Linked DNA regions of Mus musculus: all the other regions are linked to region 1. Evidence: chromatin contacts called from public HiCAR-type and promoter capture Hi-C data. All regions are on one chromosome and are shown on one strand. Each heading gives the region's core, a stretch centred on a gene start, on an enhancer-like site or on the middle of the called end of the contact. The rest is flanking DNA. Distances are from core to core; before and after follow the strand shown.

What was found. Promoter capture Hi-C pulls out the DNA fragments that hold promoters and counts their contacts. HiCAR-type assays count read pairs that join an accessible place to other places. Capture Hi-C pulls out chosen DNA fragments and counts their contacts.
Region 2: a promoter capture Hi-C map of stem cell-derived epiblast-like cells shows a contact between it and region 1, with 4 times the contacts expected there. The contact joins the promoter of Prps2 here to the promoter of Piga in region 1. A contact is called at or near these places in 6 of 39 promoter capture datasets (the HPC-7 cell line, HPC-7-derived erythroid cells, hematopoietic stem and progenitor cells and 3 more) and 1 of 484 Hi-C or Micro-C datasets (B cells).
Region 3: a promoter capture Hi-C map of hippocampal neurons shows a contact between it and region 1, with 4 times the contacts expected there. The contact joins the promoter of Tlr7 here to the promoter of Piga in region 1. A contact is called at or near these places in 3 of 39 promoter capture datasets (3T3-L1-derived adipocytes, hippocampal neurons and pre-B cells).
Region 4: a contact with region 1 is called in a HiCAR-type map of astrocytes, with 6 times the contacts expected there. The contact joins the promoter of Tmsb4x here to the promoter of Piga in region 1. A contact is called at or near these places in 3 of 39 promoter capture datasets (the C10 cell line, hippocampal neurons and pre-B cells), 1 of 484 Hi-C or Micro-C datasets (B cells) and 1 of 115 datasets of contacts at active chromatin or transcription factors (astrocytes).
Region 5: a contact with region 1 is called in a promoter capture Hi-C map of pre-B cells, with 3 times the contacts expected there. The contact joins the promoter of Egfl6 here to the promoter of Piga in region 1. A contact is called at or near these places in 2 of 39 promoter capture datasets (cranial neural crest and pre-B cells).
Region 6: a promoter capture Hi-C map of liver shows a contact between it and region 1, with 3 times the contacts expected there. The contact joins the promoter of Tceanc here to the promoter of Piga in region 1. A contact is called at or near these places in 6 of 39 promoter capture datasets (the 3T3-L1 cell line, 3T3-L1-derived adipocytes, HPC-7-derived erythroid cells and 3 more), 1 of 484 Hi-C or Micro-C datasets (hematopoietic stem and progenitor cells) and 2 of 9 other capture datasets (adipose tissue and liver).
Region 7: a promoter capture Hi-C map of pre-B cells shows a contact between it and region 1, with 4 times the contacts expected there. The contact joins the promoter of Rab9 here to the promoter of Piga in region 1. A contact is called at or near these places in 13 of 39 promoter capture datasets (the 3T3-L1 cell line, 3T3-L1-derived adipocytes, the C10 cell line and 10 more) and 2 of 9 other capture datasets (adipose tissue and liver).

Annotation. Positions count from the first base shown.
Region 1 is chrX:164,418,226-164,421,614 of GRCm38.p6, forward strand. It overlaps Piga (phosphatidylinositol glycan anchor biosynthesis, class A), which reads left to right and starts at 1,555. Exons shown (of 6, transcript NM_011081.3): 1 at 1,555-1,615.
Region 2 is chrX:167,380,987-167,384,375 of GRCm38.p6, forward strand. It overlaps Prps2 (phosphoribosyl pyrophosphate synthetase 2), which reads right to left and starts at 1,763. Exons shown (of 7, transcript NM_026662.5): 1 at 1,484-1,763. The coding sequence starts at 1,605.
Region 3 is chrX:167,328,668-167,332,056 of GRCm38.p6, forward strand. Tlr7 (toll-like receptor 7) reads right to left here and starts at 1,904. Exons shown (of 3, transcript NM_133211.4): 1 at 1,770-1,904; 2 at 1,334-1,432. The coding sequence starts at 1,336.
Region 4 is chrX:167,207,349-167,210,737 of GRCm38.p6, forward strand. Tmsb4x (thymosin, beta 4, X chromosome) reads right to left here and starts at 1,870. Exons shown (of 3, transcript NM_021278.2): 1 at 1,758-1,870; 2 at 589-703; 3 at 1-187. The coding sequence starts at 688. The coding sequence ends at 153.
Region 5 is chrX:166,583,962-166,587,350 of GRCm38.p6, forward strand. It overlaps Egfl6 (EGF-like-domain, multiple 6), which reads right to left and starts at 1,755. Exons shown (of 12, transcript NM_019397.3): 1 at 1,495-1,755. The coding sequence starts at 1,562.
Region 6 is chrX:166,508,658-166,512,046 of GRCm38.p6, forward strand. It overlaps Tceanc (transcription elongation factor A (SII) N-terminal and central domain containing), which reads right to left and starts at 1,821. Exons shown (of 5, transcript NM_001007577.2): 1 at 1,636-1,821; 2 at 249-349.
Region 7 is chrX:166,478,066-166,481,454 of GRCm38.p6, forward strand. Rab9 (RAB9, member RAS oncogene family) reads right to left here and starts at 1,802. Exons shown (of 3, transcript NM_019773.2): 1 at 1,475-1,802.

The sequences.
Region 1 (3,389 bases), core at 305-2,804:
TACTTTGCATATAGATAGCCAGCCAGCTTTCACTACATGTGTGAGGTGCCTCCCACTCTAAAATTATCCAAGGAAGCTTATTTACATATGAATTTGCAAAGAACTAAATTTCAAGGGAAGATGCTGACTACTTTATTTGACATCTTTTCTTTTTAGACTATTTGATAGTACAACTGGCATTGGCTGCCTTCATACCTTATCATCAGAATATCCAGCACAGCAATATTTTAGTCAAATTCTAGTGGCTTCCAAGAACGTTCTCTAAAGCAGTGTTTCTTAACCTTCCTAATGCTGTGGTGTGATGACCCACAACCATAAAATTATTTTCTTTGCTACTTCATAACTGTAATTTTGCTACTATTATGAATCGTCATGTAAATACCTCCTATACAGGATACCTCAAAGGGGTCCTGACACACTGGTTGAGAGTCTTTGAAGGCATGCTTTGTGGTCGTTCAGGCAGAATACTACAGTTCAAATCTGCTACAACTTTTTTGTTTTGTTTTGTTTTTCCAGACAGGTTCTCTGTGTAGCCCTGGCTGCCCTGGAACTCATTCTGTAGACCAGGCTGGCCTCGAACTCAAAAATCTGCCTGCCTCTGCCTCCCAAGTGCTGGGATTAAAGGCGTGCGCCACCACACCTGGCACAACTTTTTGTTTTGTTTTAGAAAATACCCTTAACTTTACCACAAGCTTCAAGTGGATGCCAGTCATGGTGATGGTGTTGTTGCTTAGAAAACAATTTATTCTAGAAAATGCAGGAATGGCCATGCTGGGGAATCTGCAGGTACCAACTATAAAGAGCAGGTGACTATTACAACAATCGAGAGATTCTGTCTTCTTGGCCAAGCACAATCTGGCTCCAGACCGCAAGACAGTTTTGGCTGAGGACTGCAGCAGCTTGAGCGGGAGCGTTTCAGGTTATACCTAAGATTCCCTGACACCCCCCCCCCCCCATAGAGTTGTAAGACAAAAACAAAATCTGAACTTTTAAAAGGAAAGTCCTCAGTCTTTAGGACACGCACAGATATGTAGATCTAAGATTCAAAGTTCAGAGTTTAGTTTTGACTTGCTGTGATTTTTCTTTATTTTTGTACTTTTATGCATCACATTTAGCAATCCTGCCAGAATAACAAGAATGGATGTGGTTGGTTTGGCTGTGGTACCATACTGACTAGAAACGCCCTGGCCTTGATTTCCCCGCCCCCTACCCTGCCCTTCCTCTTATCCCCGCCCTCCCCGCATTCCCGCTCCTCCCCCCAGCCCCCGGCCCGGCCCGGCCCCGCCTGGTCTCTCTAACCGGAAGGAGGCGGGGAGAGACCGGGCTTCCTGAAAAGAGACGCAGTAACTAAGCAACCAGGGCACTTACGCCCGGGACCTTCCGCAGCTCTTAGGAGACGTGCTCCTGCGCTCGCTGACGCTACAATCCCGCGCTAGAGACTTGGGCCCGACTGGGCGTCTCTCTTCTACGTAATTCAGAACCTCTGTGTGATTGGTTATCATGGGGGCGCGGCGCTCGGATCGCGGACGCTTCTGATTGGTGCTTTGGAGCAGCGGGGCGGGATTCTGTTAACTGCCGCGGGAGGTCCGGACAGTGGCGGCCATGGGACTGGAGGGTAAGTACGCGTCTTGGCTGTCCTTTCTAACGTTCTCGGTCTCTCTGGATGGGGTTGTGCCGTTCTCACAGGACCGTGGCAGGCTGTGGAGGAGGTGAAGCCTACTCTATCTGAGGCCCGGAAGTCGGGTCCGTGGGTCTCCGTAATCAAATGGGGATTGAGGGTGCCTTGAGGGTTGGAACTGGTTCTTAGACTGAGTTTAGTAGAGCGAGTGACTGGAATCTTAGGACGTTTTTCCGAGTCCCTTTGGGTCTGGCCGGATCTTGTCTCATCCTGGGGTGCTGGCTGGTGGACCCGGGCTGATCCTCTTTGGCTCTAGTACACCCGAGCTGCCTCTCAGGGAGTGCGTGTGCACTGCCTTGGGACTGGATTAAAGTATACTTCTCTTGATTTCTCAGCCCTGTCCGAGCCCCCTCTAAGGATCCTCAGAAGCTTCTACTAATAAGGGAGTTCCCTGGGCACGATTGAGAATTTTGAGGACTTCTTGACTTTGTCATTTACATGGCTTGGGTAGGGAAGTTGTACAGATCGCTTAGCATGTAGGGCTGGAGAGAGAATTGACCAGATTTTACAGCCTCTATTCACTTATAGAAGCCAAGATTCAGTGAGTATTTTCACATACTTTCATTTGGTTCATTATTTCTGTTCTTATCATTCACTTCTTAAAACGGGATAGGACTAAAGGACCAGGTTTAGATGACACATGACAGTAGCACAGCATTAGCCACTTGAGGCTTTGCTTTCCCCTTTTGCAAACTTCATATTTTCTTGCTTCCATTATTTGTTTACTTACTGGTTGTAAATTTGGTCTTCCCTCCTCTTTTTTTCCAGTTTATGTGTCCGGGTGCCCCCATGTAGCTGTCTTACCCTGCCCTAGAACCCTCAATTCTCTGTCTCCCAAGCACGTGCTCCTTTCTTTCCTGCCTCCTCCCTCTGAATTTCTGAGACGATTTTAAATGTAGGTGAATTTGTGGGAGAAAATGGACACATGTAGTTGCAGGTGAGAGCTGAAACTCAGAGAGTTAGGATAGTAATCCTCCATTGAGTTCTTTGTAGACTTGTAGATCTCAACTAAGGCGGATTTTTGCCAGATCTCTAAAGCTGTGGCATTAAAAGTCTAAGCATCTATAGAACAGAGTATTGAATGAGCACTTCATATGAGCATCACTTTAGGGAACTCCTAAAGGGAACTTTTCTTAGCCTTAGATGTAGGAAAGAGCCCACATGTAAAGCCTGTGTCCTGTTCCATTTCCTTTCAGGGTCTACACTGAAAGGGTGCTCAGGGGAAAGGCTTCCATAATTAAAAGAAGGGTTCTGAAAAGAGAAGGGAGCAGTTTAAGCATAGCTATCCTTGAATAAGGAAGGAGAAGCCAGATTGTCTTCAGCATGAGCTCTAGGGAACACTTGAAGAGGGTGTTCTTAAAAAGAAAGCTCTAGTTCCAGGTACATTTTAAAGGAAACCACAGAGATAATACCAGCAGAGCCTTATGGGATGTACTGGGTCACTAGCTAAGCTGTGCAGCCCTAATCAGCACATTTTCTGTGAAGAACCAGATGGTAAATATTTTAGGCTCTGTGGGTCATCTGATTTCTTTCAAAGCCACAGAAGTAGCCATTCAGAATATAAGTGAATGGGCAAGCCAGGTTCCTGTAAAAATTTGTTCGTAAAAATAGACAATGTGCCAGTATACTTAGATTCACATCCTAGCCTGTTTTAGTATCCTTTTCTGCTTCACAACCCAGAACAAAAGGCAGTGCTATAAAACAGCCTTTT
Region 2 (3,389 bases), core at 513-3,012, 3.0 Mb after region 1:
AGTGGCAGTTCTTTCACCTGAATTGTCCACAGGTTTCTTCTATTATCACCCAAGCTGTGTAAATGGAGTTTACCACCTAGAAAAGGTCACACGGGATTCACATAACCTCTAGAAAAAAATCATCTTTGTCATCAATATTAATCTAACTGGGTCTGATGACACACACACCCGAAATTCTAATGCTTGGGAGGTAGAAACAAGGGTTCTCCTGTGAGTTCGAAGCCTACCTGGACTACTACCTGGGTGAGTTCAATACCAGCCTAAATACATAGCAAAAGTCTGTCCCAGAAAACGAAAACCAAACCAAAATAAAACAACCAAAAGGAAAAAAAATGCCCTTAATCTCACAACCAAATTCTCGATTCATTCCATCATCAAGATTTTGTGCTTCCTTCTGGAAATTTCAGTTTTAGTTTTGACGTTTGTGTCTACAATCCGTTTCTAAGTTAACTTTTGTAAATACGGAGAATGACTTTTTTTTTTTCTGTAAAACTTGCGGAATGAATTCGTGCGCTACTAAATATAGAACGGTTATCTGTCACTGTGCACTGTATAGTTGGTTAACTGTGCTAAATAGAATTCGGGAAAAGAAATTGGCTTTGGGCAAGTAGGACAAGGAATCCCTAGTCTAAGCTGAGGAGAGCTTCCGCCTGCCTGGTGGCACCTTTTGCTAATGTGAGAAACCGGTGGAATTTTGAACAAACTGGGGTCTTGTTGCTGTGCGCAGCTAAGCTCCACAAACACAAAGAAGCTATTCGCAATGATAGATGCAACAAAGTTTAAAGGAAGGGTGCGAGCGCTCAACACGTGCGTCTCGCTTTCCCACGCTCTGCCTAACTCCCGCACAAACCCACCTTTCTGGATAAGGCAGCGCTTGGCCAGCCTGCTGCTCTGGAGAGTCACCTGAGCAGCTGGCAGTACTCTGATCGCCAGCGGCTGGAAGTGGCATTCGAAAGTTTCCCTGGGATAAACCCAGTGCCCAGGACCCGTGCAGAGCCTTTTCAACCATGCAGGATTCTGGGTTTCTGTCTGGCAGAGAGTTGGAAACTGGGGCGGGCGGATCCACCGATGTCTCCCCGCCCCCACCATTCCCGGCACCGAAGTGATGCCCACAGACTGCGCCCACTCTCCCAGACGCTCTGTAACTGCCCCGATTTTGTCCTTCCGGACTGAAGACACCAGGCGAGCCGGTGCAAAAGAGGGGCCTGGGGTGCCCAAGGGTCGACAGGTCGCCGATGTCCGGGTATTGGAGGCCCAGCCACCAGAAGGTTAACAGCCAGAGGATACGCGTAGAGACTCCAGGGTGACCCGGGTTGGGGGTGGGGGTTGGGGGTCCCTTGCTGAACTTCTTTCTCCCCTGGCGCAGCCGCCCTGGCTCTGCAGCCGCGTTGTTGCCGTCCCGCCCCGGAAGGGAGAGCATGACGCCCGCGGAGCTGGCCTGGGCATGCTTTGGCCCCTGCCTCAGCCCCAGCGAGGCTCCCACCTGGTCTCCTGGTTGCTAAACTTCTTGGTGACCACCTTGCCCAGCTCCAGGCCCAGGCGATCGGCCACGCGCTGCGACAGGTCCTGGTGAGAACTGCCGCTGAAGAGCACGATGTTAGGCATGGTGACCGGGGACTGAGGAGCGCGCTGGAGAAGGAGAAAGGGACTGCGATGCAGACTACTGCTACCGTTGCTGCGGCTGTTGCTGCTGCTGCTGCGGTGGCCTGGGCTGCTGGTGAAGCGGGAAAACGCAGCAGCAGGATCTAGGGGAGGGGAGGGCCGGGGGAGGAGCCAGAGGGAGGAGGAGCAGCTGAAGAGTCGCTGGAGGGTGCTGGGAGGCTGCTTCTGCCCACGCAGGCTGGGCATCTGGGTTTGAAGCTCTGGGTGGTCCCGAAGCACCCAAGTACAGTTGCTCCGTAGGGGAGCTCCAGGCTCCACATAGGACTTCCTGACTTGCCTTTAAATGGGGAGGTCAACCAACCAGATAAAGTGGGCACAGTGAGCCATTGCAGGAAAGGGCCATGTGGTGCCTCACAGCCAGGAGCAGCCTTTCAACCCGGAAGCTCAGAACCCAGAGGTGATACCTGGGCTTCAAGTGCACACCGTGTCTACATAGGCCAGACCCACACATCGGTTTGTATTTGCACACGGGAGTGAAGCATGTTTGCACTTGAAGTGGTGATATAGACTACGTTTGAAGATGGACTAAGAAAAGGGTTTCTCACCAACAAGAATTCTCTTTCTCTGTCATTTAATTTAGATGTATATTTTACAAAATTAGCTCAAATATTTTGTTTTCCAGTTTTTTCAACAAAAGCTGAAAATTTTGGTTTTTTTTTTTTTTCTTATTATATAAATGCCCACATTCTTTCTTGTCTTTTGCTTCTTGGTCCACAAAACCTGAACATGTTACCGTCTAGCTCCTAAATGTGTGTTGCTCTGTAAAGGAGTCATTGATGACAGCCACCATTTGACCCCTAAGCTTGGCCACAAGAGGAAAGCGTATTTTCAAGTGGTCAGTTGCCTCTCACCAATTCCTTCTGAGTCCTCGTTTTTATGTAGATAGGCTGGCTCTCAGGCTCTCTTCACAACTTCCTGTCCCTTGGATTCTCTAGAGTCAGACTCCCCCACCCCCCACCCCCACCCCTGCTGCGGCAACCAACCCCCCTCTCCCAGAGTCCTTTGCTTTCCCTGCCCTCAACCCCCACCTCAGCATTTCTGAAGTAGCTAATGCAGTGTCAGAGCCAATCGCCAATCGCTGGGCACAAAGCACACTTAAGGAAAGGAGATTCATCCTGAGCTCCTGGACGAGTGGAGCACTAGTGATCCTGACTTACATTTCTTAAAAGCTTTCAGAGACAGATTAACCTGGCCAGATAGTTGCTTGGGCTCTACCACTGTCTACTGAAATTTGGCTTGCCATATACAACAAAGACTACTTGCCCTTGAATTGTAGCCCACTCTAAAGGCACTTCTTGTGTGATTGGAGTTTGGGAGAGTATTTAGATTGACCGTATCTTTGGGGGATTTGCTTCTGGGCCCTTCCTTGAACTCTGCAAAGGTGTCAGCCTTTAATCTCAGCACTCTGGAGGCAGAGGCAGAGGCAGAGGCAGAGGCAGAGGCAGAGGCAGAGGCAGAGGCAGAGGCAGAGGCAGAGGCAGAGGCAGAGGCAGAGGCAGAGGCAGAGGCAGGCGGGTCTTTCAGTTGAAGGCTAGCTGGCCTGTTGAAACTGTGTCTCTCCAATCCCCTAAGGTTCCTCAAACCCAAGCAAATTGAATTTATGAAAGGGTTTCCTTTGAAACTCCACTGACTGCCCCAGTGGTTCTCCAAAGCGCTACTCCCATTGCATTTCTGTTCCTTTTCATTCTGCTGACAGAGATGTACATATCCTATTGTATTTCTTAAAA
Region 3 (3,389 bases), core at 654-3,153, 2.9 Mb after region 1:
CACTCTTAGAGGGGCAAAGACAGATGTGGTCATGTGCATGCATTAAAATAGACATCTGAGTTTCTAGGAAATGAAACTCAAAGCAGTTGCTTCCTTTGTACTAGTATGGTCTCATGGTAATGCATCATCAGGTCTTAGACACTGAGTTTGGGGCCAAAGTGATGATCTGGAAATCACAGTGTGCTGCTAATGAATACCGTTTGATTGAGTCTAGCGTGGGTGAAAAAAAATCATTTCAGAAGAAGCTTTGTCTGATTTTGGTCTACCTAATGACCATGTGCAAAGGTTTTGAACGATGTATGGAGCTTCACTGTGTCTCTGTAAGATGACCAAGGAGAGAGCATAGTGCTCATGCATGGTCAGACCCGGCTTGCCTGAACTTCAGCCAGGCTTCTGTGAGCCCTAGACCTTGGAATGGGGGCTTTATGCCTTCTTTGTTCTGCCCAGCTCAAGCAGTGATCTTGCTAAGTCCTTTTATCAAAAACCCTTCCTTGGCTTATGACCACACCCCACCCCTAACCTCCCTACATCTTCCATGCCCCAGCCCTTCACTGGATCTGAGCATTCTGACTCTCCTCTTCCTCCAGGAAATGCTGCGGCATCCTGGCCAGCCTCCAACAAGAATTCTGTCAGACTAAATTAGCTAGAACCCCATCCCCCCACCACACACACCATATGCCTGAAATTTCCTCTTAGTACTTTTCCATCTACTGACTGCTGCCCACCCTTTGCTTTAAATCCCATGTGTTCTGATTGTGTTAGGAATTGAGTCTAAGTGCATCCTGAGGCCTCTACCCTGGACATGCTCATCCCTGAAACCCCATTTCATCTAATTGCAAACTCTGAGCATCTTTGACAGCAGTAGAGCAGGGGGCGTCCCCCAAATCCCTGTTCTTCATGTCTCCTGAATCCATTCTTTCTGTACAGTCATTCAGATAGCAACATATGGTAGGAAACACATTAAGTCACTTTAGGGGCCTGCATGACTTTAAAGATCAAACTGGAGAATTTTTTTTTAAAAAATTAAAATTCTCAATTCAAACATCTACTCTTGCTCACTACAGTATGTACTGAGCATGTAAGAAGTTGGACAGAGCAAACAATGACTAATCCCAAATTATGAAATACTACATTGATTCATTTTGATTATGAAACATCACAAAGCAGTTTCTCCTAGGAAACAACACTCTGGGCATGGAACCCAGGGACTACGGGCAAGTGTTGTACTGCTGAGCTACATCTTCATCCCTGAACAATTCCTAAATACTTTTCTTGCCAGTTCTTAGCACAAAGATGAGCAATGACAAAATCAGGCTCCATAAACTGTTCTTACCATTTTCAGTTTTCTTTCAAAATGGAATCAAGAGGTCTGGTGGAGGAGAAGAGAGTCAGAGATAGGCCAGGATCATCCTGAGAAGGGAGCCAAGGACATCTGCAGTGAGAAACAGAGACATCCAATGTGACACTTGAAAGGCAGCAAAGACACACTGGCAACACTGTTTTATAAATGTGCTGTTGAGAATACATATAGTATTCATTTCATTAAAGTTAGATACAAGAAAGTCAGACTCCAGGAAACTGTTTCCAATCTGACTGAAAATCTGTCTTGGACGAATTGACATTTTAGACTACAACATTATTTTCATTACATTCTAAAACATTTTTTGGCTTACGGTTTGGATTCCTTCTCTTCTCACCCCCATTCCCTTGTAACAGCACGTACATCTACTTACTGAAATTATCGAAATGTGTCCCAGTGTTTAAAATACCTTTCTTGAAGGCATAGAGTGGTTCTATAGATGGAGTCCTCTGAGACAGAGAGAAGGCAACAGAAAACCGAGACTCGCAGAGCCTTTGAGCTGCGTGCTTTGGGCTTTCCAAATACAAAATTGAGGCTGGGTAGTGGGAGGAGGGCAGGAAGGAGCATGACTACTTAACTTACACCACACGGGGGTTGCAGAAACACCCGGCTCCTCTTTTTTTTTTTTTTTTTTTTTTAATCACTAGAGTTGAGGCAACATTTCTAAATCCAAACAACCTGATAAAGCAACCTGTCCTTTTGTTTAAAAGCAGGGATTTATAACTTTGCCACTAGTGTGTGTGTGTGTGTGTGTGTGTGTGTGTGTGTGTGTGTGTGTGTGTGTGCGTGTTATCTGTGAAGGTACATGTGTGTGAAGAGTGTAGAGGAGGATTTCAAGTACACACCCTGTCACTCTCTACTGTACCCTTTTTAGACAGAGTCTCTTACGGAATCTGAAGCTAGACTGGGGTCAACTAAACCTAGAAATCCTTCTATCTCTACCCTGCATAGTACTGAGGTTAGAGACATTCTGCCATCATCATCACATTACTAGGGTCCTGGGGATTCAAACTTTAGACTTGTGCTGCAAGTGCTCTTCTCCACTGAGCCTCTCGCCAGCTCACTATTGACAATCTTGACATTTTGACATTTTGTTATATTGTAGGATGTTTGGCAGCATTCGTGCCCTATCTCTCTAGAAATCAACAGCACTGCCTTCTTCTACTTCTGATAACTACAGACTCGAGAGTATGCCAGGAGGGGGCTGTGTGGTTTAGGTTGAGAGACACTGCTTTATAAATATCTTCGAAATGAGTCAAGATTTATCTTGCATTGTTTTTGGTCCAGTTTGAAGGGACACTGATTTTTGAGTGGTATTAAAGCTACCAGTTGGGTCCCTCACTTTAGTTTCCAAAAATCAGCAATACTTCCATTCTGGAGAATATAAAGAATTATTTGCTTCTCAGAGTGTCCCTAAGAGAAGTATTCCCTCCTGTACTGATAATAGAAGCCTTTTGTGGACAAGCTTAAATTATTGTAGCTTTGTTTAAAGTTATTAATATACCTATAATTTAACCAAGAAAGAAGATGCAGATATTAGCATCCAGAGAACACTTAATAATAACCAGAGTTAACATGCTGGCCTGCATTAGTATCCCTAGTTAGCTGAGAAAATAGCAACTACAGGTAGACCACATTTGCCAAGGGCTTGTTATGTTAAAACACGCATCTGTATTTATGTTATTAAATACTGAAAATCAAACATTTTTAGATGTATTTATTTTCCTTTATGTGTATTATTGTTTCGCATAAAGGCATGATGTTTGTATATGCTGTGTGTGTCTGGTGCCTGAGGAGGTCAGAAGAGGGCATTGGAGTCCTTGGAACTGGAGTTGTCCTCCGTGGTGGTAAGGAGGAGCCAAATTGTATTGTTCAATTATAGGAACCAGAAGTCAATATTGTGAGACTGAGAGTTTAACACAAATCCTGATTTCTAGTATGGCAACTACTTTCTTCTTCATTTGCTGTAGCATGCCAGTAGCACCAGAAATAAACTTACCACTGAAACAAGCCAGATGGTACCCTCTGC
Region 4 (3,389 bases), core at 620-3,119, 2.8 Mb after region 1:
GTAGTTCTGATTCTTTGATGTGAAAGGGGCAGCACAGTCATTTAAACTTGATCCAACCTCTTTGCATCTTACAAAGTTAAACAGCTAAAAGAAGTAAAATAAGAAGGCAATGCTCGTGGAATGTACAGTGCATATTGGCGGCGCTCGCCTCATTACGATTCGCCAGCTTGCTTCTCTTGTTCAATTGCTGTGAAGAAAAGAAAAAAAAAAGGAGACTTAGAGCATTCTATAAAATGACATGATTTCCATTTAAAAACCCTATAAAAATTCTAGAAAGACACATAGCAGCCTCGCTAAGCAAGACATGCTAAACAGAAGTACAGTTACCCAATAAATGTATATGCACAATATGGAATATGAAATATTCCATTATTAAATCACTAGAGCCCGGCGCTTGTTGACTGCAAAACAGTTTTTAATTAACCTTTGCAGGCCATATTCATCATCATCAAACTGTCGACTCCTCCCCCGCAGCCCCCCCCCCCATCCTCCCTGCTGCCCCTCCCTTCCTCCTCCCGGCCGCTGCTCCCCGCTCTGCTCTGCTCCCGCCCAGCCCGTTCTGAAAATGGGTGGGGGCGAACAGCTTACTTTCTTTTGAAGGCAGAGGATTTTTCTCTTGCGTTTCTGTTTTCTTCAACTTCGACTTATCGAATTTCTCGATCTCAGCCATATCGGGTTTGTCAGACATGGTTGCTGGAAGGAGCTGCAGGTACAAAAGCCAAGACCAGAGCTAAGAAAGAGCCACCCACCCTCGCCTCTCCCAGTTCCAAAAGCACACCCCCACCCCGCCGGAAAGCCCAAAGCCTGAAATCCTACTGCCTCTCCCTCTGTGTGCTTTCCTTGTCGAGTCCTCTCTAAAGATCTTCCTCTTTCTATAGGAAAAAAATCTTCCCCCTTAATATTCCCAAAGGGAAGATTCAAAGAACGAAGGTGGAAATAGTCAAAGGTGAGTATTCCCGTATAATAAAATTCACCATTGCGGAATGTTAACATTGCAGCTTTGAAAAAATTAAAGTCTGGATAGATCGAAGCCATTTCCAGTTTAAGTGGGGGAAAGTCTAGTAAAATCTCTTAAAAAGGAGCCAAGGTCGCAATACGCATCTCCGTTTTCTAGAAGGGCTTGCTCTCCAAAAGATGCCAGGCGGTCCAGCTTTCTCCTCCTCACAAAGGCGGGGGAGCTGACGCCGCCAGCTGCCGACCACCGCCCTACTCGCTTCCTCTCCTCTCTCTAGTCCAACAATGCTGCCTTGGCACACAAAACTGCCTCCCCACTTCTCGCAAAAGCATCTTGATCTGCATACAGGGGCCTTTTGACGGCCTTTGCATACATTCGTCTGCAAGGGCTTCCGAATTTTCACGCTAAAGGCCGGGAAGGTTAAACCCGCCACAGATAACAGCCCTCGAAGCCATTAGGCGATTAAGGGGAGCACAGAGCGTTTGAACAAAGGATCTTTCTAATTCTGATTAATTACAGCTAGCTAGGCAAGGGAAAATATTTCGGAGAGAGGGTCGAGGAGAAAAAAAAAACAATTCCCCTCTAAGCTGCGCAACAGAATGCCCAATTTTATGGGGTTTTCTCTTTCTTAATCAAGTTCCCCTTCCCGTTACTCGGCATCTGGAAGAGTTTAGCATCCCCCCCCCCCAATTCCCCGAAACTACCATGCCTTGGACTTGGCTTTAAGGACGAGGAGGATGAGGGGCAAGTGCCTGCGCTGGACAGGCAGGGAAGGACAGAAGGAAGGGGCCCTGGGGCTCACCCGAGCGAGCTGCGCGAACGAGGAGAGTCTGATCTGCTCAGAAGCCGCTGCGGATTGTCGGGAGGGGCGCGGCGAACGCCGCTTTATGTGTGCTTCTATGCAAATGAGGTGATGTCACTCGTAGTCCGGCTTAACTCCTTCGCGCCGCATCTCCGGAAGGGCGTTCGGAGGCTGTCAGACCCCCTCCCAACCCCCACATCCCCATTCACCAGCGCCTTTGAACCACATCGATGGCGGAACTAGAAAAGGAACAAACGCCTTCAAAATGCTTTCCCCCCCATTTGACGTCTATTTTATTATCATGAACTTTTGCAGCAGCCGCCCAAACCTGTTCTTAAGGTTCAATGCGTGATAACTAATGGCCTGAGTGGCACCTAAGGGGACAGGCTTTTCTTTACTTTGAAACCGGCTTTGTCTGCAGCCAACGCCCCCAAGATAGGGTGAGGTGTCCCTCATACAAGAGCTGCTGGGGTCTGATTCCAATGACTCAGCTTTCAGACCAGTGGACAGCCCCACCCGGCCCTCTTTGTCTCCCTCGCTTGTCTCCCCCTTGATTTGAGAGGGCGATAAAGGATCCTTGAGTGGATTTTTAAAAGAAAAGTTTTAGCGCCGCAGCATTTGTATTGTTTGCTATAATTTCCGTGAGCAATCGAGTCAAGTGCCTAACATTTGCTAGGTGTAAGGGGGCTTCAGAGAGAACACAGCCGGCCCCTTCAAAATTAAGTCAAAGTCAACTTCTGTTACTGACTGACAATAAGGAAGTTCATTTTCCTTTTCTTATTTTCATCAATTAAAAGTGATTGCTAATGGGAGCCAAGGATTCCCAAAGACCACAAGTCCATCAGCTCTATTATCTGAGGATTGAAGCTGAAGCGCGAACTAGCTTTTGAAGGGAAGGTTTTCCCTGCAACACATGTGGACGATTCAGGTAGAGATGTGCCGGTTTCAAAATGGCACCTGAGTCCGTAAGTCGCAGGGACCCACTTGCTACTAAAAAGTAATTACAGATACCAAGCTTGTGCCTGCAAGTGGCAGGTGGTTGGAGGTAGCTCCGTAGGATATTTTTAAAAGGGCATCGCTGGGATTATATCTGAGACACAGAGAACTATAAAACATTCCTTCTCCTTTTCTGTGCCCTGGAGGGATGTTTCCAGAAAGCCTTTGCTAAGCATTTTTATGGCAGAGGCTTTGCCTCTCTGGTAATGTCAAGTGTTATTAGGGACCCTAAACTGCCGCTGCTGGAGCAGCTTGGACTTCCCCATTTCTTCATCTACTTCCCTTTTACTTGGGAGGAAGGAGATGGGGGTAGGGAGGAGCAGGTGACCCATGTGGTTCCCCAGTTAATGCTCTACTTGGGAGACTGCCTTTCTGCCCTTTGGATGGGGCCCTAGACCTGTTTGAGCGCGCATTAGATGTCACTTCTCTGGTAACACATCCTCTCTCTCCCCATGTCCACTTGGAGGGAGTTCACTGCATTGTTGAAACACAGAACACATCTTGCAGGGTGCATTTCTGACTTCTGCTTGGCAGCTGCAGTTACACTGACACCATTTCGGTGGGTCATTGGATTCCAGTGTCCCTTCCTTCACTCAGCTGTCACCGTGTACGTGTCTTCCTATGACAAAGGAATGC
Region 5 (3,389 bases), core at 505-3,004, 2.2 Mb after region 1:
GCAACTATACATTCTAAGAACCTGGTTTGAGGGTTGTTCCGTTTGAACTTCAAAATCCCTTAATACCGTGGCAGACCCTGATGAAAGACTTTTTCCTGGGAGTTAAACAAAGTCACCGCTAAGGAGCTGGAGCCAAACCAAGGGTTTTTCCTCTGCCCCTTCCTCTTCTCCCTAGAGGAAAACCTGAAAAACCTCACTCAGCTGGGAAGGAGCCTGCTGCTTAGGTGACTTTGAGAAATATCTGGGGCCTTTAAAGGCTAGGTTCACGACCAAAAATATAAGAGAAATATCTGGAGATTTTTTTTTCATAAACTGTGCCGACTTGGGTAGGTGGCAGTGTCCAAGCTGTTACTGGCATTTTATAGCAGCCAGAGATGCTGTTATACTTCCCATGGAACACAGGAGAGCCTGCCACACCAACAAATGATTAAGTCATCCCAAAGATCCTTAGCTCTGCAGCACAGAGACCCTAGGCAGACATGCAAGGAAGAAGCAAGCCATAATGGTAGAGAAGGGTGTGTGTGTGTGAGTGTGAGTGTGAGTGTGAGTGTGTGTGTGTGTGTGTGTGTGTGTTCTAGGGAGTCTTCCTGAAAGGTTGCCCTACTCCAGTGTGGAGGATGATGGATGGGCCACATTGACTAGGGTTGTTCCTGCTCTGCCACTTAACTGGCTTTGTCTCTTTGGACAGGTTACGCGGCCTAATTTTTCACCCCTTCAAAACAGGGATGGCAACGATAATAATACTTTGAAGCCACAGGGACTAAGGACTTCTGCTGGGTTAATGGTCTGAAAGTTGCTTGGTCTACATGACACACTATGCCTATGTGCTTTTACTATGTGGCTTTGTAGCTCTCACAGGGAAATATTTTGGGGCTCAGAAAAGCTCATGAATAGAAGGAAGTGGCAAAAACAAGGATGGGTTCAGCTATCTTTTTACCAGCGCATATTTTCCAGTTCATCACCCCGAATCCAAAGGCAGCTAGAGCAGGAGCCCAGCAAGGAGCTGCTTTAGCGCTCAACAATAAATGCGGAAAATGCGCGCTCTGCATCCTCCTGTTTTTCTTCATTCCTTCCCTAGCAAAACTAACGACTGGTAATCAGTGGGCGTCCTTCAGGGGCAGTGGAAGGAACTAAACTTACACCGTGCCAGGTACTCACTCATCTGCCTGCACCGGAGGTGGCTGCAGAGCACCAAATCCCAAACACAGCCAAGATCTATTCGCCCAGTTCCCCCCTCCCCCCATCCGCCAGACAAGACAAACTCAGCCAAGTGGGGAACGGAATCCACAGACCACCCGAGGCTAAACCTTACCCAAGGGACGCAGGGAAGAAAGTTGGTGGGCACTCGGTGCGGTGTCCTGGTGAAATGCATCCCAAGACGCACAGACACCTCAACCCCAGCACCTAGGTACCCCTTACATATGCTGGTCAACGACAAAGGGCTTCAAAAGGAGCGTTCAGGCTTGGGGAACCAGGGTCAATGCGAACACTCACCTGGTCCCTACTCCACCTGTCACCCAGGGGAGCAGCAGAGGAAGCGCCAGGCCCCAGGGCGGCTGCATACTGGCCGGGGGTGGGCTCCTTTCTTGTCCTGAGCCCCTCAGGACCTACGAAACAGAGGGGCCACCGCCTCTTCTCTGCTTCGCTGGTCAGGACCTTGGTTTTGCGCGCAGCTGGCAGGCTCTGTGGCAGCCCGCGCAGAGGTGGAGAGCTGGGGAACGTTTGGAGCTGTGAGTGGCTGGGGGCGCCCTGGAGAGATACTCTGTTGGGTGAAGCGCTCCGGTGCACCAGCGAGGGCGTGGCAACTGAGCACATCTGGCTGGGACCCGCCTCCAGGACGACCCACGAGGCCTCCACGCTCTTCTCTCACCCGTAACTCCTCCACGCTCCCCCAAGTCCCCGCCAGCACCGCCCCCCCCCCCCCCCCCGCTTCAGTTCACTCACTACAGGCTGTTCAGGGGCACCTCCAATTGCCATTCGTTTCAGGCTTGGGACAAGCGGTGTGCACTTTGAACTCCAGGGATTGAGAATTGAGAAGTCAAAGCAGGACCACAGATGCAAGCACAAAATCACAAGGCAATCTCATGTCAATGGAGGTTTCATGCTCGGCTGGGGTTTTTTTTTTTTTCCCCACACAAGGGAAATCATAAGATGTTAGAGGTCACCAAGTTTTGAACAAACCCCATCATTTGGCAAGTGTCGTCTTCGTCGTCTTCTAGTCACTCACAACAGTTCAAATGTAACTTCAAATGATATTGTAGTGTAGTAGCCACTGGCAACTTGACACAAACTAATCATCTGGAAGAAATGAACCTTAATTGAGAAAATGCCTTCATCAAATAAGCAAGTCCCGCAGGATATTTTCTTAATGGTTGATGTGGGAAGGTCCAGCCCACTACAAACGGTGCCACCCCTATGCAGGTGGTCCAGGAAGGTACGAGAAAGGTATTGAACACCATTAAACAGTGTATCTGGATTGCCTCTACCTCCAGGTTCCTGCCTTGAGTTCTTCCCTTGACTTTCTTTCTGGATGGGTCAGGATGAGTAAGCCAAACAAACACCTTCCCCCCCCCCTCAGTTGCTTTTGGTCTTGGTGTTTTATGACAACAGTAGAAAGCAAGCTAAGACAGAAAAACACAAACAAAAGATACTTTATAAGAATTCCTTCAGGTAGCGATGAGTTATCTATTCTGACTTGTAGCAGAAGGAATACTGGTTCTTCTTATCCCCACATTCACACCCTTTGGCTTCATGTAGGCAGAGCCCATGACCCCACACCTTGACATTGGACATGGTCCAGTGATTTGCTTTGACTGATGGTGTTTGGGCAGAGACACACTGTGTCAATTCCAAACCCATTCTAACTCCAACCCACCTGCATCTCTATTTGGGCTATGAGAAGACCATGCCAGTTAGCTTGGTAGCCTGAGGAGGGTGAGGAACAGGTCAAACACAGCTACCTATCTGGTCTAAGAGTAGACTTCCAACTCAAAGAAGAGCTACTGATGGAGCCATGAAGCCTCTGAACTAAGGTCAGCAGGGCAGACAAGCTACAGTGACTTGTCAGAATACATTCTTTTCTTGGTTTTAAAAATATTTTATTGATGGGGCTGGAGTGGTGGCTCAGTTGCTGCTTTTCTAGAGGGTGAGTGCAGACCACATGAATTCCAGCGTCCACCTAAGTCTAACTAGGTGAACATTTGAATTTACTGAGTTTACTTAGGAAAGAATGGGGAAGTCAAATCCATCACTGAAAAGTCCACTCTAGTATGGGCGACATCTCTGAAGCTTCTGATTCAACCTGTAGAAGGCTTCACCAAAGAGAGCGAGCCTCTTCTTACCAATAATTCTTTACCTGTTTTGTTTTGTTTTGTTTTGTTTTGTTTTGT
Region 6 (3,389 bases), core at 571-3,070, 2.1 Mb after region 1:
TTTAGTTCCCACCCTATACTGGGTAGTTCACAAGTGCTTATAACCCAGCTTTAGGAAAACCTGATGCCTTTGGCCTCCTGTAGGACTGGCACTCACATGCATATACCCACACATCTATATACAATTAAACCTAATAAGGCAGGCTGGAACTGGGAAGATGGCTCAGGTGGTAAACTGCTTGCTGTGCAATGAGGACCTGAGTCTTGATCCCCAGCATCTACATAAAAAGCCAGGCTTATGGTGCACACCTGTAATTCCAGCAACGGGAAGGGAGAGACAGGTCAGTCTTTGGAGTTCACTGGCCAGGCAGTCTAGCTGAACTGGTGAGCTTCAGGTTCAGTGTCAGACCCTGTCTCAAAAAAGGGAGGGGGGAGGACAGTAATTAAGGAAGACATCTAAGTTGATTAGCACAAATTATTTTTTAAAGTGTGTGTGTTGAGGGAGGGGGTCTGAAGATGAGGCTCAGTTCGTGGAGCACTTACCTAACATGCACAGGGCACTGAGTTTGCACCCTCCTCAAGCCCACCCCCCTCTATGCACACCTCATAAAGCCAGTGTGGTCAGAAAGAGGCCAGCCAGGGCTACAAGAGACTGTATTTCAAAAGAGAATGTGGGCAGTCTGTGTTTGGCCACAGGGTACTGTTTGAAAGCACCCTTTGTAGAGCAATGCTATCTCATATAAAGATTTCAAGCCACAAAGATATTTTTTAAATGTGTGATAGTATGTTAAAATTTGTTGGAATTAATTCTAGTTTTACTTAGCTAAAATATTTTTCCTTTAAAATGCAGTGGCAGAGTTCATACCCAGGGCCTTAGGCAGATTAAAGTATGTGCTCTACTACTGAGCTACACCTAAGCTTCGCCCCAATACTGTCCTTTCAAAATCTGATAAAAGGGTATTTTAATTCCTTTTTGTGTTAATTCTCAAAAACAAAAGTCTGCTGTGCTTTACACTCGAACACACTCCAATCCAGATCAGACACATTTCATGGCAGTTGTAGTTCATATATGAGTGTACATTTTACCATTTACCAGTGTGTGTATGAGTATGTATATGTGTGTGTGTGTACAATGTGTGTGCACATACAAAACCTTTTATAGTGACAGCAAGAGTCGGCCCTACCATGTGTTGCCTGAATGCATGCAGACGCCTGGGAATATGCAATTATAGGAAGGGCATACACACATCTGCACTAAAATCGTCCAAACGTGAAGAAAAAGCACAGGAAAGTTACTGTGAAATTTTCCAGAGGCTTAGGGAACAGACCAGCAGTCTTTAAATCTCTCTCAACATCCAGGAGGGGAAAAAAAGAGAAATTTTCTAGCTCCAGGCTAAACTTATCGGTCAAGCTTCAAGGCCCTGGCTCAGAAGGGAATGGACGGGCCATGGGGGGCTGGGGGGCTAGGACACGAGACGCTGGCGGGGCGTTGTTTTTAGGCAGCCACGTTAGGATCCCGGGGGAAGGGACAGGGAGAGGAACCGGCCCGCCCAGAGAGATTCCTGTGGGTGGGGTTGACTACTAAACAAAGCCTGCAGAAATCCACCCCGGGGGACGGCCCTGAGGCCGTACAGCCATGGCGGCGCGCCTTCCGGCCCGCTCCAATGACAGCACCTAAAGGGAGGAGGAAATCAACCTTCGAGCAGCCTGGGCACGGGGAGCACCAGAGCGCCCCTGCGAGCCGGGATTGCCTTCCACTGGACCCGGGAGTTAGCCCTTCCGCGGGGGCCGAGGTAACGGAAATGGCGGAACGCCGCCATCGGAGATGCTCGGTCACTGCCCTAGCGGCCGCAGCACCGCCCGCCCAGAAGCGCAGGCGCCGCCCTCCAGTGGGCGGTGCCGCCTCCTCCTGGAGGGAACTTCCGTTTCTTGGGGCCGGACGACAGAGCCTGCACCAGTCCTAAGGTTCCGGCGAGCCAACGTGGGCGTGGGATTGGACGCTAAGGTGCTTTGGACTTGGCGCCTGCGCAGAGCGGCCGCGGGCCTCGCAGAGTGGTCCCTTGAGAGAGGAGCTAAGGCCCGAAGTGAAACTAACCCGGCTGCTGCGTTTCAGTGGCAACGTTTGTTGATGCGCTTACTCTTTTTAGTTTCCGTCAAACCAGTAAAACAGATGGGACAAAAATAAAAACAGGCTGGCTGTGGTGATGGACCCCAGTAGGCAAAGGCTGAAGACTAAAGTACAGAGACCGGAGGATCCCGAGTTCGAGGACAGCCTGGGGCAAAACTAAACAGGCTGGACCCGGTACTCGCCTTCCTAAATAAATAAAAATAAACAAATGTAAAACCCTCCATAAGAACAATCAAATAAAATATAAATGGCTAACAGTGATGGTCTGTAATAATAAATGGTTGGGTTTTTTTTTTTAAATCAATATAAAAATGGCTAAACCTGGTGGCATATAATACTAGCGCTCCAGAGGCAGAGATGGGAGAAGGTCCATAAGTTTCTGACCAGCTAGGGTTACATAGTAAGACTCTCTCAACTAACAAACCAGGCAGCAAAAAGGCAAGCCATAATTACTGTCATGCCTAACAGTAATTAGTCCAACAAGCATATAACATGCATCACAAGAATGAAAGGAAGTAGTAACCATTCAGTAATTAGTTACAAGAAACCTGAGTGTATGTGTGAACATGGTCTGCCTTCAAGGATTAAAACCACAGTGATAATTGAACTAGAAAATGTGGCAGACTCCTTTGACCTCCAATGCCAAAACAATTCAGGAAAAGATTTAAGGAAGCAACCCCTCAGTGTTGTGTACTGGATCTGTTCATAGCAGGGATACAGCAGGGTGATCTGGTCATGAATGTAAGAGATTTTACCTCAGCAGAGGGAGGACAAGGAACTCACACTGATCAGGATAAGGGATGCCTGATTATTTTTCTGTTTTGAACGGTTAGTATTAGGGTATGATTACAAAGCAATCTTGGTTTGGGTTTGGTTTGGTTTAAACACAAGATTCTCACACTGTAGTCTAGCCTGGTCTACAACTATGTAGTCCAGGCTGTCCTCAAACTAGGATAATCTTCTTGCTCTCCAAGTGCTGATACTATGGGTGTGTATCACTAGGCCCAGTCTAGAAGTTTTTGGTTTTTTTTTGTTTTTTTTTTTTTTTGTTTTTTGCTATGGTTTATCACTCTGAAAGTAACACCATTTGGTGTTGAAGTTCTCGGAAATAATTGATTTACAAAACTGCAAGGTCTTGCTTGTCAACTTGACACACCTGGAAAGAAGGAGTCTCAATTGAAAAATTGTACACATCTGTGTGGCATTTTTCTCTATTTCTAATTAATGTAGGCGGGCTCAGCCCTCTGTGGGAAGGCCATATTATCCTTAGTACTTAGGCCTGGGCTGTATACAAAAGGGTAGTTGATGTGTACTTGGGAGCA
Region 7 (3,389 bases), core at 552-3,051, 2.1 Mb after region 1:
CTCGAATGTATTAAGTTACTTGGAGTGCTACACAAGTAGTGATAACTTTGACCTAAGATTATAAAAGACAAAGTAGGGCTGGTGAGATGGCTCAGCGGGTAAAAGCACTGACTGCTCTTCCAAAAGTCCTGAGTTCAAATCCCAGCAACCACATGGTGGCTCACAACCACCCATAATGAGATCTGATGCCCTCTTCTGGTGTGTCTGAAGTCAGCTACAGTGAATTTATGTACAATGATAAATAAATCTTTTTTAAAAAAACCTATTAAGGTTTTAAAAAAATAAAAATAAATAAAAATAAAAGACAAAGTAAAAGCAGGGTACTTAAGTCCCTTAGCTGAGACAGGAGTTGGGAATTTTGCACAGGGGTACAGCTCTTTCTTAGCCAAGCACAAGACCCTAGGTTTGGGCTCCAGCAATGGAAGAAAAAGAACGAAAAGAAAAAGGTAAATAGTCCTTAGTTGAAAGCCCTGGGTTTCCTTCAATTCTAGTTGAGATTTCAGGCAGTGTAGGGATTTTCCATTGCAGTGGTGCTAGCAAGGAAAAAGACAAAACTTGTACCAGCAAAACAAAACAAAAACCAAATTCAGTCTGTTGATTTTATGAGGACGCTGTGAAAAGACTGGTCACGTGCCAATTTGGAAACTTGCAGAAGTTATTCCTCAAAAGAAGTATGATCACGGGATGTGTCATCATTTACAAAACAAAACAGAACCATAATACGTTCACCAACCATTTGGTCAGTACTTAAAAGTCTCCTCTGGTCTTTTCACTAAGATGGAAGGAAGAAAGGAACGCGATTTTGAAACCTCGGCCAAGATCTGATATCTGACGATGTTCCCAACCGCCTACAAGGTCTTTGCCCTGGCTTTATCTTCCAAGCTCTCTCACCTGAGTGGGTCAAAGGGTAGTATGTCAGAGGTCGCCAAACTCAAATAACACAAGCTTGCTTTCCCCAGCATTAGTCAGTCACTGTGGCGCAAGGTTTGGTCTCGAGTATGTGGGTGTCCCCGTGTGGTTAGGGGAAAGACTAATGTGTAAGTGTGTACCCAGGTAATGTCATTGGTCCCGTGAGCATCGTTCCACCATCCTATTCCCAAGTATTTGGGGTATATCTCTTTCCTGAGATGATGTTTTTGGAAGGGATATCTCTTCCTCTCTAGTAAGGCCGATCGGTCGGTCTGCGTGTATGTGTTTGTGTGTGCGCGCGCGCGTGTATGTCCCGAGTGGTTGGGTGTGTGATCTTCTTCCCGTGCTTGAATGTGAAAACCCGTCTTTCTTCCTACTGACGTAGGAATTTTCAGGAGACTTGGGGACAAGCTAACTACCCCTGTTGCCCAGCAATCTACTGACCCGCGCCAATTTGGCTCGCCCGCCGCCCCGGCGGCCCTCCGCTCCAGCAGCTCAGCTCAGGCTACGCGCGCTCTTAACCAGCTCTGGCCGGACCTCAAATGGAAGGATGACCCCCGCTCACCTTGCAGACACACACTGGACGTCCTGGGGGCGGCTCGCCAACACGCCTGGGTGCAACCAGGGCAGGAAGAAGGCCAGAGACTCCGGAACGTCGAGAGCGCTTCCAAGAGGGAGCGACTGGGGCAGAAGAACCAATATGGCGGGCGGCCGGGGCGGGGCCAAGACGGAGGGGCGAGGCCTTGACAGTGGGGCGACGGGGCGGGGCCTGAGGCAGTGAGGCAGGGTCTGGAGTGGTAAAACCAGACCCGGGTCAGGGGCGGGACCTAAGTCTTTAGGGCGGGGCCAGGAGCTGCGGGGAGGGGCCTGTGGCGGTAGCACCAGGCCAGGAGCTGTAGGTCGGGGTCTTTCCTGTGGGCGTGGCCTGCGGCTGCGAGCCCAACCGCTAAGGCTAAGATCCTAGTCTGGATCACAGGAATTAGGCCCAAGGAAGACTGAGCCAGGAAGTCTGGAATCTGCTCTTCCCACAGACTGCTTTGCAAGATCGCAGTTTTTCTTTGTACTAGCTGCTGCTCTGGTCTTCCCACCTGCGTTTCTTCTAACAGTGGTCACAAAATAATAATTTATTCTTAAAGTTTAAAGTAGAGAACATATGAGTACTATGACGTAGCAGTATTGCACCATTTAAAAAAAAAAAAGCAGGCGGTGGTGGCTCACGCCTTTAATCCCAGCACTTGGGAGGCAGAGGCAGGCAAATTTCTGAGTTTGAAGCCAGTCTGGTCTACAGAGTGAGTTCCAGGATAGCCAGGGCTACACAGAGAAACCCTGTGTCGAAAAACAAACAAAACAATAATAATAATGGCAAAATATAGGGTCAGAGGTGTTTGTATTCCTTTGATTTATATGAGGAATTGAGTACATAGGTGGTAAAAATAAAAGTCCCTGGAAGAAAGATTCTTAGCTCCCCATAAACATATAGATTATGTTTAGTTTCTAAGAGAAGACATTCACTTTCGTGATCCACAACAATTTACATAATGTCTGCCTCTTTGTGGAGCCATTTTCAAGTAATAACCTTTCATCAGGCGCCAGAAAGATTACAGTTAGCAAAGTTTCTCACAAGTATGATTTTAGAATAATTATGAAAATAAGGCTCATAATAAATACTGAGTTCCAGTTTGAATTTCAATGATTTTTTTTCTTATAAAAAGGAATCTATTTTTATGTGTGCAGAATATTTCCCCCACGGACATCTGAGTAAAGGTTTATCGATATACAAATCTGTTGCATATGGAAAAGTGAGCTGGGATACAAGTCAAGGTCGAGTGCTTGTCCACCATACATGAAATCATGGTTCCAACCCCGACATCACAGAAGCCTAGCATTCTAGAAGCAGAGACAGGAGCTCAAGATCCTCATGGCACATAGGGAGTTGGTACATAGGCTATATGAGACCTTCTCTAAGGGAAAAATGACTATGCTTTTCACATACAAGGAAAAACAGAATGAAATAGTACACAATTTATCCATTAACTGACATTTAAATCATCGAAATGTTGATATTTTCTCTAACCCATTATCAATGTGAAATCTCAGTAATGTATATATTTTATAAGTAATCTATTAGTAATTATATTATTAAATAATCATATGTTGAAAAGTTACATATAAAAAATGATTTCTCAAACCAGGTGTGGTGGTGTCTTTTTACCGGGCACTCAGAAGGCAGAGGCAGGCAGATATCTGTGAGTTCAAGGTCAGCCTGATCTACAAAGTGAGTTTCAGGACAGCCAGGACTGTTACACACACACACACACACACACACACACACACACAGTCTCAGAAAAACCAAACCAAGCCAAAACAATCCTCATCTAAATCAGATCTTTTTTCTTTTATTGAAAACATTTTTTCTCAAATAGGGTATCCCTCCATCTACACCAAGTTCCTCCCCACATCCCTCCATCCATATACATCCC